Linked DNA regions of Ovis aries: region 2 is linked to region 1. The links are chromatin contacts, called in public Hi-C maps. All regions are on one chromosome and are shown on one strand. The core of a region is the stretch at or near the end of the contact, and the rest is flanking DNA. Distances in the headings are between cores, read along the strand shown. Region 1 overlaps RGL1 (ral guanine nucleotide dissociation stimulator like 1). Region 2 holds the start of COLGALT2 (collagen beta(1-O)galactosyltransferase 2).

The links. Hi-C and Micro-C count contacts between places; a contact is called where the count stands out from the background.
Region 2: a contact with region 1 is called in a Hi-C map of liver, with 2.9 times the contacts expected there. The contact joins the promoter of COLGALT2 here to the enhancer-like site in region 1. A contact is called at or near these places in 2 of 16 Hi-C or Micro-C datasets (liver and tail adipose tissue).

What each region holds. Positions count from the first base shown.
Region 1 is chr12:64,399,309-64,405,000 of ARS-UI_Ramb_v3.0, forward strand. RGL1 (ral guanine nucleotide dissociation stimulator like 1) reads left to right here. Exons shown (of 19, transcript XM_042229196.1): 19 at 2,702-5,195. The coding sequence ends at 2,889. Among named protein-coding and RNA genes, the nearest start is that of COLGALT2, 130 kb to the right of the region's middle. Within about 2 kb of position 1,798, at least 2 of the 54 cell types and tissues checked have an H3K27ac peak or open chromatin away from gene starts, as enhancers often do. A contact at or near this core is called in liver, where this site is marked.
Region 2 is chr12:64,526,722-64,532,252 of ARS-UI_Ramb_v3.0, forward strand. COLGALT2 (collagen beta(1-O)galactosyltransferase 2) reads right to left here and starts at 2,951. Exons shown (of 12, transcript XM_004013865.5): 1 at 2,405-2,951. The coding sequence starts at 2,667.

The DNA.
Region 1 (5,692 bases), core at 548-3,047:
TTATTTACTTACTTATATAATTAATTGTTTGTTAATTGTCATTGGAGTAGAGTTGCTTTACAATGTTGTATTAGTTTCTGCTCTACAACAAAGTGAATCAGCTATATGTATACCTATATCCTCTCTTTTCCAAGTGGGGGTTTTGAATTGCTCAAGAGTGGCGTTGTGTGGGGAACCATGCCGTCACCTCACTTGTTATTAATTCTCTCAGGCCGCCCCCCCTCCACAGACCTTGTTTTTTCTGCAGTTTTGCTGAGCATGCCTCCCGCGCATTCTCTGTAAATTTCTCATCAAGCATTCTTGTAGGAAGACGTCCCTCCCTGTGTGGGGTGGGGGTAGGTGGAGCCTGTCTGGTCTCTGCCAGTGGCCGTCTACCTCCGTTACCCAATAATACGTGTCCAGTTCCTGCAATGACTTCTCATTGTTTCAGTTAACCATTTATGAGAATTCAGCCTTCAGTTGCTCTTTACTCACTTGATTTTCAAGTAGCAAAAGCTTCCGATGCCAGGAGTGTGGAAGGTTCTTGACCTCACACTTATTGAAGCAAAGAACCAGTGAATATGAAATGCAGCAGTTTGCCGAGGAATCCATTAATTAAAGAAATCTCCTTCATGGAAACTCTCGGCAGATAATCCCCCAGAATGTATCAGTTTGTTAATCTGAATTGGGGTTGTCTTTGTTGAGAGGGCTTCCTTGGTAGCTCAGATGGTAAAGCGTCTGCCTACAATGTGGGAGACCTGGGTTTGATCCCTGGGTCCGGAAGATCCCCTGGAGAAGGCATTGGCAACCCACTCCAGTATTCTTGCCTGGAGAATCCCATGGACAGAGGAGCCTGGTAGGCTACAGGCCATGGGGTCGCAAAGAGTCAGACACTACTGAGAGACTTCACTTTCTTTCTTTCTTTGTTGAGAGGAGAAGGCAAACTGGTAGGTGACTTCTCTATGCCACGGCACATCCGAGAAAGTGACTCGAGCAGAATAAGTCTGCTTTCCAAGTGCAGAAGGAACAGCCAGTACTGTTGATTAAGGCCAACCCTGTTTGCTGACTGACCCAACACACTGACCAATGCAAGTGTCTCGTTGTGGGACTGTTCCCCAGCAAGCATTCCCCCTATAAAGGAAAAGAAAGAAACTCTACAAGATGGGGATTTGCAAAGGGAGCAGCTACTCGTACCCCACTTACCCAAAAAAATCACCCAGGGCTGTCATCTCGGGCCCAGACGAGAGTGGGCCAAATTAGAAAAATAACCTTTTCCAAGCGACGAAAAGCCACAGCCTCAGAGAAAACTGTTTTCCCACTGTCTCTTGGAAGTTTTCTCATTTGTCCAGCTGAGCCCGAGGTTGTGGGGCAAACCTTTCTCAGTTATATCTTTTAGTGTAGTTACTGTTAGAAACCTAAGCCTACAAAGCAGTCTCTTGGGTTTTACCACCCACATTACCCCCAAGCCAATGCAAGGTGAGACCCGGTGGGTCTGAAGATCCAGGAGTCCCGAAGCACAGCTGGGGCCCAGCTTCATTCACCACTGGGTGGTGGTGGGTGGGTGGCTTGACCTCTCTGGGCCTTGGTCTGTAATTAAACAGAGACAGTACCCTACTGGCCCCTCATGCATCATGGGGGGATGGTGGCAGGAAATAATGTACCCAAAAGTGGACAGTATTTGAAATACAGTGTGTGTATATATATAGCTGTGAGGTAAGTTTTACTGACCTCAGGAATATGTGGGCAGGAGACTGGGGACACGTGCACAATGGAGCAGAGTCCCTCAGAACCTGATTGCATCAGTCTTGGCAGTAGAACCTCAGTGTTTGAGTTAATGTTAGTTTGACTTACTCCAGTTCAGCAATCACATACCTCCCCTAGCTGCCTCCCTTACTCCACGAAGCTAGTTTCGCACATTTTACCTCTTTAATTCCCTCTTGATTTTTAAAGATATCCCTTACCCCTGAGTGCTAAAGAGTGTATACCTTCTTTTTAAATTAAAAATGAATTTAAATCACTTTGCTCGATAACTTCATATTATCCTTGGAACAGTCCTTGTTCAGAAATTACAGTTATCTAGTTGGGACTCATTGAAACAGACAGTTGTTTAAGTTTTAACAGATATGGCCTATCTTGTGTGGTTTCCCTTTAACATTAAAATGCAAGCCCTTAATGAAGCAAGCTCTCAAGTGGTATAAAATACTGACTTGGTTTGGGATTAATTTAAAAATGTTTTGATGTTCCAAGTCAAGATTTCTGGAAAGTGCTTTAGATTTTCTGCCTTTTTCCTCCATGTCATTGGATTCACTTAGTCTCTGAGAAAAATTTCATATTGGGTAGAAAGTGAACCACAGAAGGCTGGAAACCCCGGGCTCTGCTCCCAGACCTGCCATTGACTAGCTGTGCACCCAGCAATGTCTCTTAACTCCTCCAGGCTTCCGTTTCCTACTCTACGTCCTTCCAGCTAAAACATCCCACATTTGAGCATTTTGTTCATGGCTTGAATTTCCAAGATTTGATTCACACTTAAGTTTTTAAAATTGGGATTGGGAAATGGTTGGAACCAATTTGGTGTGACTGAGTGGTGGTCGTTTCCAGCTCCGTTCACATTGCAGGAACAAACGGCTATAATTCCAGCCATGAGTCTGGGCAGAATTTCCACGGTCAGCACTGCACAAGCTGACCACCTTCTCTTCCCTCATCTCTCTCTCTTTTTTTTTAGAACTCGTGATCCCAGACTCGGCAAACGTCTTCTATGCCATGAACAGCCAAGTGAACTTTGACTTCATCTTACGCAAAAAGAACTCTGTGGAAGAGCAAGTAAAACTGCGTAGCCGGACCAGCCTGACGTTGCCCAGGACAGCTAAACGGGGCTGCTGGAGCAACAGACACAGCAAAATCACCCTCTGAAGGCAGAGACCCGGGGCCCCTCGCTCGCCAAAGGCAGGGTGGGGCTGAGAATAGGCCATCGTGATCGCAGCTACCACTCAGTGTTAGAGGGTCGTTGGTGAAGTGGACTGAGGTTTGTTGAGCAACTCTGGTGTGCAGGGCACTATGATGGGCATCGTGGGGAAATCGGAGATGAGCTTGACACAGGAAGGATGACGGACTCACTGATTCTCTTTGACCCAAGATTGAAACGCAAAATTATCTGCATTTATAAATCTATATGTATGTACACATATGTGGTGTGTGTGTGTGTATATATATAAATATGAGGGACTTATGGGATATTCTGGACTACGGGAAAACAAATTTGCACAATGGCCTGGGAAGTCGAGGTCACTTTTTACAGGGAAACAAGGAACTGAGCGCCTCGTCTCACACCTCCCAAGTAGATGGAATCAACCCGAGGATTGCAGAGTGTCCTTTGTGCCAGTATTATAAGAAGTCCAAACTATTTTTATAAAGGGAGAGGATTACTTTCTCAATCAAGTGCCACCAGAAAAGAACCACTGTAGAGGTGGGAACTGCCACAGGCTGAATGAAAGGCCACGTCAGACAGGGTTTGGATGAGCCAGTGGCTTTGACGTCTGCTTGCATCGGCCAATGCATCGGCTTCCCCAGGGAGGGCGAGGAGCAGCTTCGGAGGCCCCTCTGAGCCACTGAACCGGCCGTCACGACGCCTCTGGAGGCAACGCAAGCCCATTTTGATTTCTGGTAACTGCATCATGTGTCTCCCCTCCCCTAGAGAACATATCACAAGCATTTCTTGCACACGTAGCCATGTTCTTTGGTAACTTATCAGCCAGAAAAGAAAGCTCAGCAGGATGACGACTCACTTGGACTCTGATCCGTCTCAGAATGCCACTGCTTCACTGTTTTTTTCTGATTGCCTTCTGCATGTGAAACCATATGTCTGCAGGCTTTTGCCGTCTGGATCGTAGCACCTCTATATATTACCGTGCAATTTGATCCTCAGGTGTAGAAATTCCTACTGCGGTTGACTACGTCTGATCGTTTTGAGACCTGTGAAAGATTTCTGAACAGCCGTCGCTCTGTGAATAGCCCCCTGGAGATGTTCCCAACTGAGAGCAGTGTCCTGTTTTTCCTGACGTTTGCAACCTTCCTGTGCCTAGTCGTGGGGACAGAAATGGGGCTTTGCATACTATCCAGACCATTTCTAGCGAGGTACACACATTCTTCCAGATGGAATCATTAGCTTTTCCTTTCAGGTTCCCACCCTCTATACCAGGGTCACTGTTAGTGACACTTCTGTCTCCAGTAGCACCGTGCTCCTCTCTGTTCCAGATCTGAGCTGTGCTGGGGTTTGAGCTATAAAGCCATAATATGTGGGATGTTGACCTGTGTAAGAAGCACTTTCAGAATGTTGTCCTTTTTAAGAAAAAAAAAAAAATCCTCAGAATACCAGTTTTTATTCCAAAAATAAAAAACAGACCCAAATAAGAAGTGCAGATTGTAATGTAGAGCTTTTTCTTTCTTTTCTTCACCATCCCACCCTGCCACGCACACGTCCCAACCCCCCCACTCCCCACCCCCCTGTCCTGTAAAGACAGCTCCCAAAGGTTATGTGTGACTCATGTTCTGTAAGTAGTCATTTGAAATCTTCAAGAAACACCAGGGAAAGTCTAGAGATTTGTGCCCTTGGACCAAAGAATGAGAATGAGCCAGGAAGGCCTCAGATTTCCTGTAGGTCTTTCTAGGTCAGACTGTACATTGTAAAGACTGACTGGTTTCAACTAGTTGAAAGGCATTTTTTTTTTTTTTTTCTATTTGCGAGGCCGGTCTGATTTTGTGCTTCTGTGCTTAGAGGAGGGATGGCCAGGGTGCTAGACATCATGGAGATTGAGGGAAATGTATCCTCAGCCTGAATTTCTTGGCTTGAAGGTAAAAGAAAATGTAGAATTGTCAGCCTGGTTTAGAGTGCAGCTCCCAAGACTTACAAGTTATGCCCGTGTGCTCGCCTTGTGTATTTATACTGTATATGTAGAGTCTAGATTTATATACTGCAATGTAATATATATATATATATATATTCCTTTTATAAAAGACAATGGAAGTTACAAGTAGATAAAACCTAGCTTCATTTATTTAATGCCACTTTAAATGTCTTAACTTTGTTTCCTGGTGGACTGCCGGGTAATGCTTTTAGCTGCTGACATGCTTGTCTTTCTGCCTCTCTATCATCTGTTTACCTTTTGGTTAAGTTAATAAACTGATTTGGGACTTGGTTGGCACATGCTGCCGGACTCAAAGGGATTGTATCTGGAGTGTTAACCTGGTGGATCTGGGTTTCAGATGTGTCAGTAAGCATTTTGGGAGCCCACGCTGGTCCGGCTCGAGGGAGCAGAGGGAGAGCCAGAGGGCCAGTTAGGAAGGGTCCTCGCCATCGTCAAGCATCATTTGCGTTCGGAGGCAAGAATGACATCTTAGGAAATCGCTGTCAGATGCGACGGCTTGCTGGAGGGCATCCTTAGGGGTAGCTTGGCTGGGGACATTGTATAAAATCAAACTTAGGATCCAAGGTAGGACTTGGCCTTCTTTCCAGCAGCCTTTCCTGAGTCTCCAGTTGCTACCATCGGCACAGTTCTTGAAACCATCCTTGGTGCTCCAGAAGCCGGGAGGGCCTCTCTGGAGGGAAGAAGGAAGATCTTCCCAAAATTCAATCAGATCTGGGCGAGCTTCATTCAACAAATGACCATTGGCATTCCATCATATCATTCCCTAAGAAACGGATTCCTAAAGAGATCCA
Region 2 (5,531 bases), core at 1,701-4,200, 130 kb after region 1:
CTGGCATTTTATTATTTTTACTTAATAAATTATATAACATTCTAAGCCAGAACTCAAAGAAGAGTCTTCAGCGGCTGGCTAATGCAGGGGTTGCCCAAGGCCTTACCCAAGCTGTGGGTTTCTTCCTTAACTTTCCAACATTGACCATAAAGGTACAGTCCCATAAACCACAAACAAGGGTAAGGGAAAAGAGATCCCTAAGGTCTATGCAGAACTGGACTGCTCTTTATCTAAAGAGAACACCAACATCCATAGAATCTGGAACATCCAGGGAACTGAGGATGTGCAGTCACTGCTCAGTGATTATGATCGTATCATACAATCTATGGAATTCAAGAGCCAGAAAATCACTGAGAAAATCTGAAATCACTTATTCTGATTCCCTCATTTCACTGAGAGGAAACTGATATCTGTGACTCCCAAGCAACTGGCCCCAAACCAAGGTCAAGCTAGTGACAAACAAATCAAGTCTCTTAATACGTAGCTTATAGGTTTATATACATTTTGCTTACATTGTGTTCCCTTTATCCTTTTGGAGGTGGTCTTTAGAAACAAACTAGGGTTAAAATTCCCATTTTAATCATTTATTAATTCTGTGAGTGAGTTACTAAACTGATCCAAGCCTCAGTGTCTTTGTTTGTAAAATAAGGATCATAGTATCTCTTAAAAGTTTGCATGCCTGTGTGCGCAGTCACTCGGTCGTGTCTGACACCCTGCGACCCCACAGACTGTAGCCCGCCAGGCTCCTCTGTTTGTGGAATTTTCCAGGCAAGAATACTAGAGTGGGTTGCCAATTCCTACTCCAGGGGATCTTCCTAACCCAGGGATCAAACCTGCATCTCTTGCATCTCCTGCACTGCGAGGCGGATTCTTTACCACCGTGCCAAGTTTACTATCTGATAAAAGGGGTACTGTCTGTGCATTGGATAGCAAAACCTGTGCCTCATACTCACTTCTGCACTCACTCATGTCCTAGTAACTACTGGGATGCTCTTCAAGATTAAACAATGCATAAAGACAGGCCATACTGTAAAGCACCTCTTTTGAAGAAAGCATCTGAGAACTGACACTTGCAAAATTTCCTTTTGGGACTGAAATGGTTAAAAAAAATCCTCTGGCTTAAAACCTGGCTGCACCAATGTTCCCACTTTCCACATAGCATGGCCTCCTGCGTGGCAGCCGGCACGTATAACGGGTATATAGTAAGGCAGTGTATAGCACAGTGCGGTACTATATCTCATGTTTGCTTTCTCACCTCTGCACTTTGCCCACCAGGTACCCTTAGGCTGCCAGTTCCAGCTACTGCTTTATCCTTTCTTCTCCCTTTCTGCCCCACCAAGGCTTTAAGGATATTTTGTCTGTGGACAGCTCCCTTTATCAACACAAGACAGAACTCCCCCGTGACAAGGGCTCTAGCTTCCTCCGGAGACCAAAGGCCTCTTGTCCATGTATCTGGTGGCTTATCTCCTCTGGTCAAGGTCCACCTTCTCCTCCACAGGCTCTTGAGCGGCTCATCTGGCCATCAAATTCTCACCCTCCGATATCTGCTTTTATACAAAGATGTGGGGACAGGACCAAGTTCTCAAGTTGAGATGGGCAGCCACCCCCACTGATGCCCTGACCCTCCCCGCAGCAAGCACCGGGACCAGGCCCGGGTCTCTATTCTAAGAGCATCAAATCTTTGCTGTTTGCCTTCCTGAGGCTGCTCAGTCCCGAGGACTTAGTACCCCAAGGGACCCGGCGATGTTTGCATCTGCGGCGGGATTGGGCCCAGGAAGGAAGGCAGGATGCGGGGACGGGACAGCTTGGAGCGCTCAGACAAGAAAGCATCCACGGTGGTGGCGTGGTTAGAACGCAGCGGGCTTCACCTAGCCTTAATCTCTGGATCCTGACCCCCTCTCCCCTTTCCCCTCACACCCGGGGAGAACCCGGAGCCACTTTTCAGCCTCTGAGATGGAAGCCTGGCACCTGGAAGCCAGGGCGGCGCACCCCAGCCACTCCGGAGTCCCCCGTTGCCAGCCGCAGTGACGGACCACGTCGCGTCCCAAGGAGCCGGCGGCGACGACGGGCACCTTTATTCCCTCACTCCCGGACGAGAAATGAGAGATGGGGGAAAAAGGAATCTTCGCGAGTGCAAAGGCGGAGAAGCTAGCACTTTTGCGGCGTCTCCCCAGCCCTATCTGGGAGAGGCACGAGGTCACCCCATTCGTACTGTCCCCGGGGGAGCTCCGGGCGGGCTGCTTATCCCCAGTAGCACCCGGGGCGCACACAGACGCGCGCGTCCTTCCCGACCGCAACCGCTGATCCGGCCAGGACCCGGGCAGGCAGCGAGGGGTGTGCGCACCACGTCTCCCGCGCGTCCTGAGCGGTCCCCCGGCCCCCCAGCCCGGCGCAGCCGGCTCACCAGATGGCCATCCTGCTCTTGGGGTAGTCCAGGCGCTCCAGGCACCCGAGGAAGTGAGGCAGCGTGTGCGCAGCGTTGCGCGCGAGGACGACCACCAGCACCGTGGGTCTCTGCAGGGGCGACTCGGGGAAAACCACCGCCTCCTCTTCGTCGTCCTCGGAGTCCGCCTCGGCGGCGAAGCGCGCCCGGCAGCCGCCGCGCAGCAGAGCCCAGGAGACGAGCAGCAGCGCCCAGGCCAGGGGGGCGGCGGGGCGCGCGGCCATGTTCCGGGCCGTGGCGGGCGGCGGGACGACCCGGCGCGGATGCCCGAGGCCGGCGGCGAGGGGCGGAGGGGAGGCGGCTGGCGCGCGCGCACTGGCACGGCCTCGGCCGCCGGGACCCTCCCGCTGCAGCCGCCGCCGCACCGCCCAGGCCCCGCCGCGGGCGCTCCGGAGTACCTGCGGCCGCCGGCGCTCGCCTGGGCTCCGGCTCGCAGACAGTCGTGTCGGTGCGGCTGTTTGTCCCGAGTCCGGCGGAAAGTTCCTCTAGTTCAGGTTCAGCTTGTACTGAGGTCTGTGGCTTTCCTCAGGGCTGTGAGGTGTGGCTGTGTCTGCCAATGGGCGTGTGAATGCGTGTGTGTATGTGTGTGTGCGCGCGCGCGCGCGAGCGAGCGTGTGTACATAACGGTACGACTCCAAGAAAATTTATTCTGCTTTTGCAAACCGCAGTCTAAAGTCCTTCACAGTGATGCAATGTATCCAGTTTTTCATAATGCACCTATTGACTAAATGGGTAGAGTTCTAAAATGAAAAGTCACCCAGTAATTCATTACTATGATAAACAGGCTTTTTTTTTTTTTTTTAACTTCCACGAAGGCAGAATATTTGTATTTCCTCACCCTCAAGCGCTCTTTAAATATATTTTTGACTGGGTAGTCTCCCCAGTAAGATCTAGTTGGAAGACCTGAAGAATTTTAGAGCCAGAGCGAACTCTTCAAATTAAAGGAAAGCTCTTCATGGGGCATGTCCTCTACCTGACAACTCAGGGTCCTGAACTTCCTGAAAGGGTGGCAGGTTAAGGACCAGATTCACTTCAGATGGTTTTCTTTTTCCTTAATGACCCAAACTGATAAATTGTAACAGACGGAAAATCTGTACATGCTGGAAGAGAAGGGAGAATAAGGGAGAAAGAAGGAAGGGTGGAAGAACGCAATTAGCAGGCAAAGTGAAAATGCTAGGAAATATACCATCAAAGGATATTTAATTTCGACCACAATGGAGGAAAGCTAGTAAAGAAGCTCTTTCAGTTCAGTTCAGTTCAGTTCAGTTGCTCCAACCTGTCTCTTTGCGACCCCATGAATCGCAGCACCCCAGGACTCCCTGTCCGTCACCACAAGAAGTTCTTTACTAGATTTCTTTTTTGTGTGGACTTCTTTTCTGGAAGTTCTTTGTGTGCGGAAGTTGGGGCTAAATTTTTGTCTCATGTGTGTTGCTTATTCTTGGTGTGAACTTGGAGACTTGACCTCTCTGGACATCAATTTCTTCCTATGTAAAAGCCTTTTAAGTTCCTGCCTTATTTTCTCATTCAACAACCATTTATGAAATTACTAAATGTCAATCATTCGGGTGTTGAGCGTTTGAATCCTCCTTCTCCAGAGAAAGGGGCAGAAGGTGTCCTGCCCTTTTTATCTGGCTGGGTCAGAGTTGGAGGAGGGAGTCTTGGCTGAATCAACAGGGCTAGTTTTTCCTGCACCAAAATACCTTTTGGGGGGCTTCCCAGGTGGCTCAGTAGTTAAGAATCTACCTGCCAGTGTTTGCCAATTGCAGGAGGCATGGGTTCAATCCTGGGTTGAGAAGATCTCCTGGAGAAGGAGATGGCAACCCACTCCAGTATTCTTACCTGGGAAATCCCAAGGACAGAAGAGCTTGGTGGGCTACAAGCCATGGGGTTGCAAAGAGTAGGACATGACTGAGCACGCACACACATTTTTTTTTCACTACTTGGATTTTTTTATTCCCTTGTCTTAGCCAGCCTAAAATCCTACAATATAAGCATTCATTCAAATTGACAAGTGTGCCAATTTTAACACTAAAACACTTGAGAGAAGAATAGTAGGCAATAGCTTTGGTATTCCTACATTTGTGTGAATTAAATCTGAGTTTCTAATCTCAATATCTAAACTGAGGTGCACTGTAAAAAGCTTTGAAGGGAATCCATATATGGAGCAAGGCACTGTTTTTGACAAAGCAAGTTCTGTGGATTTCTGATATCTGGGCTTGTGGACTCCAAGTCCAAGTAGGGAAAGGATATAGAGGGTAGCGTGAGAAAAAGAGCAGTGGCTGAAATGGGAAGGGATAAAATTAAACTGTGCCACTTTCAAAGTTTTGTCTAAGCTCTGGCCTGTATCCAAGCACTATATAATAGTTACCATAGAAAAATGTTTTTCAATTCCAAACACATTTACACAAATTTAAAATATTCTTTTTATCTTGTTTAAAAAGACTAGATATGTTTCTCAAATTGTCTTCACTTAATTGTTTCAACATTTTCTCAGTGTCTACTGTGCCAAGGCATGGGTGCTGGAAATGCATGGATAATTAAGATATATTGAATGAATGAATAAATACCATAAACTGGTAAGAAAAGAGGATAAGGAAGGGAAGTGGGGATGGTTAGGAAATGCCTCATTAAAGAAATGCCTTTGAACCGAGTATTGAAAAATGAGGGGCATATTTTAGGAAAATGATAGAGGCTTGGGAGAGGTTGGGATTTCAGGCTGATGGAACTATAAAAGCAAAAGAATGAGAGAACACAGAGCATGAGGAATGGCAATGAGAAGAGCATGACTGGAGGGCAGGGTCGGAAGGGGGAAGAGAGAAAGCTGGATTATTTTATGACTTTCATATAGTTATATATATATAACCTTTTACAGAAAAGCTAAAAACTTTGTTAAAATGGAAAAAATGAGCTAAATATCTCATGTATAGTTGGCTTACACAGTGCTTTCAAATGTCATATTGAATATATGAATATATGATTTTGAATGGTCACAACCATATGGCAGAGTTGCAGGCTCCAGGTGATTAAAGTCTCAAAAGCAAAATTTTAGTTTAAATATACAGATTGTCAAGCTCAGTAATTTTGAATT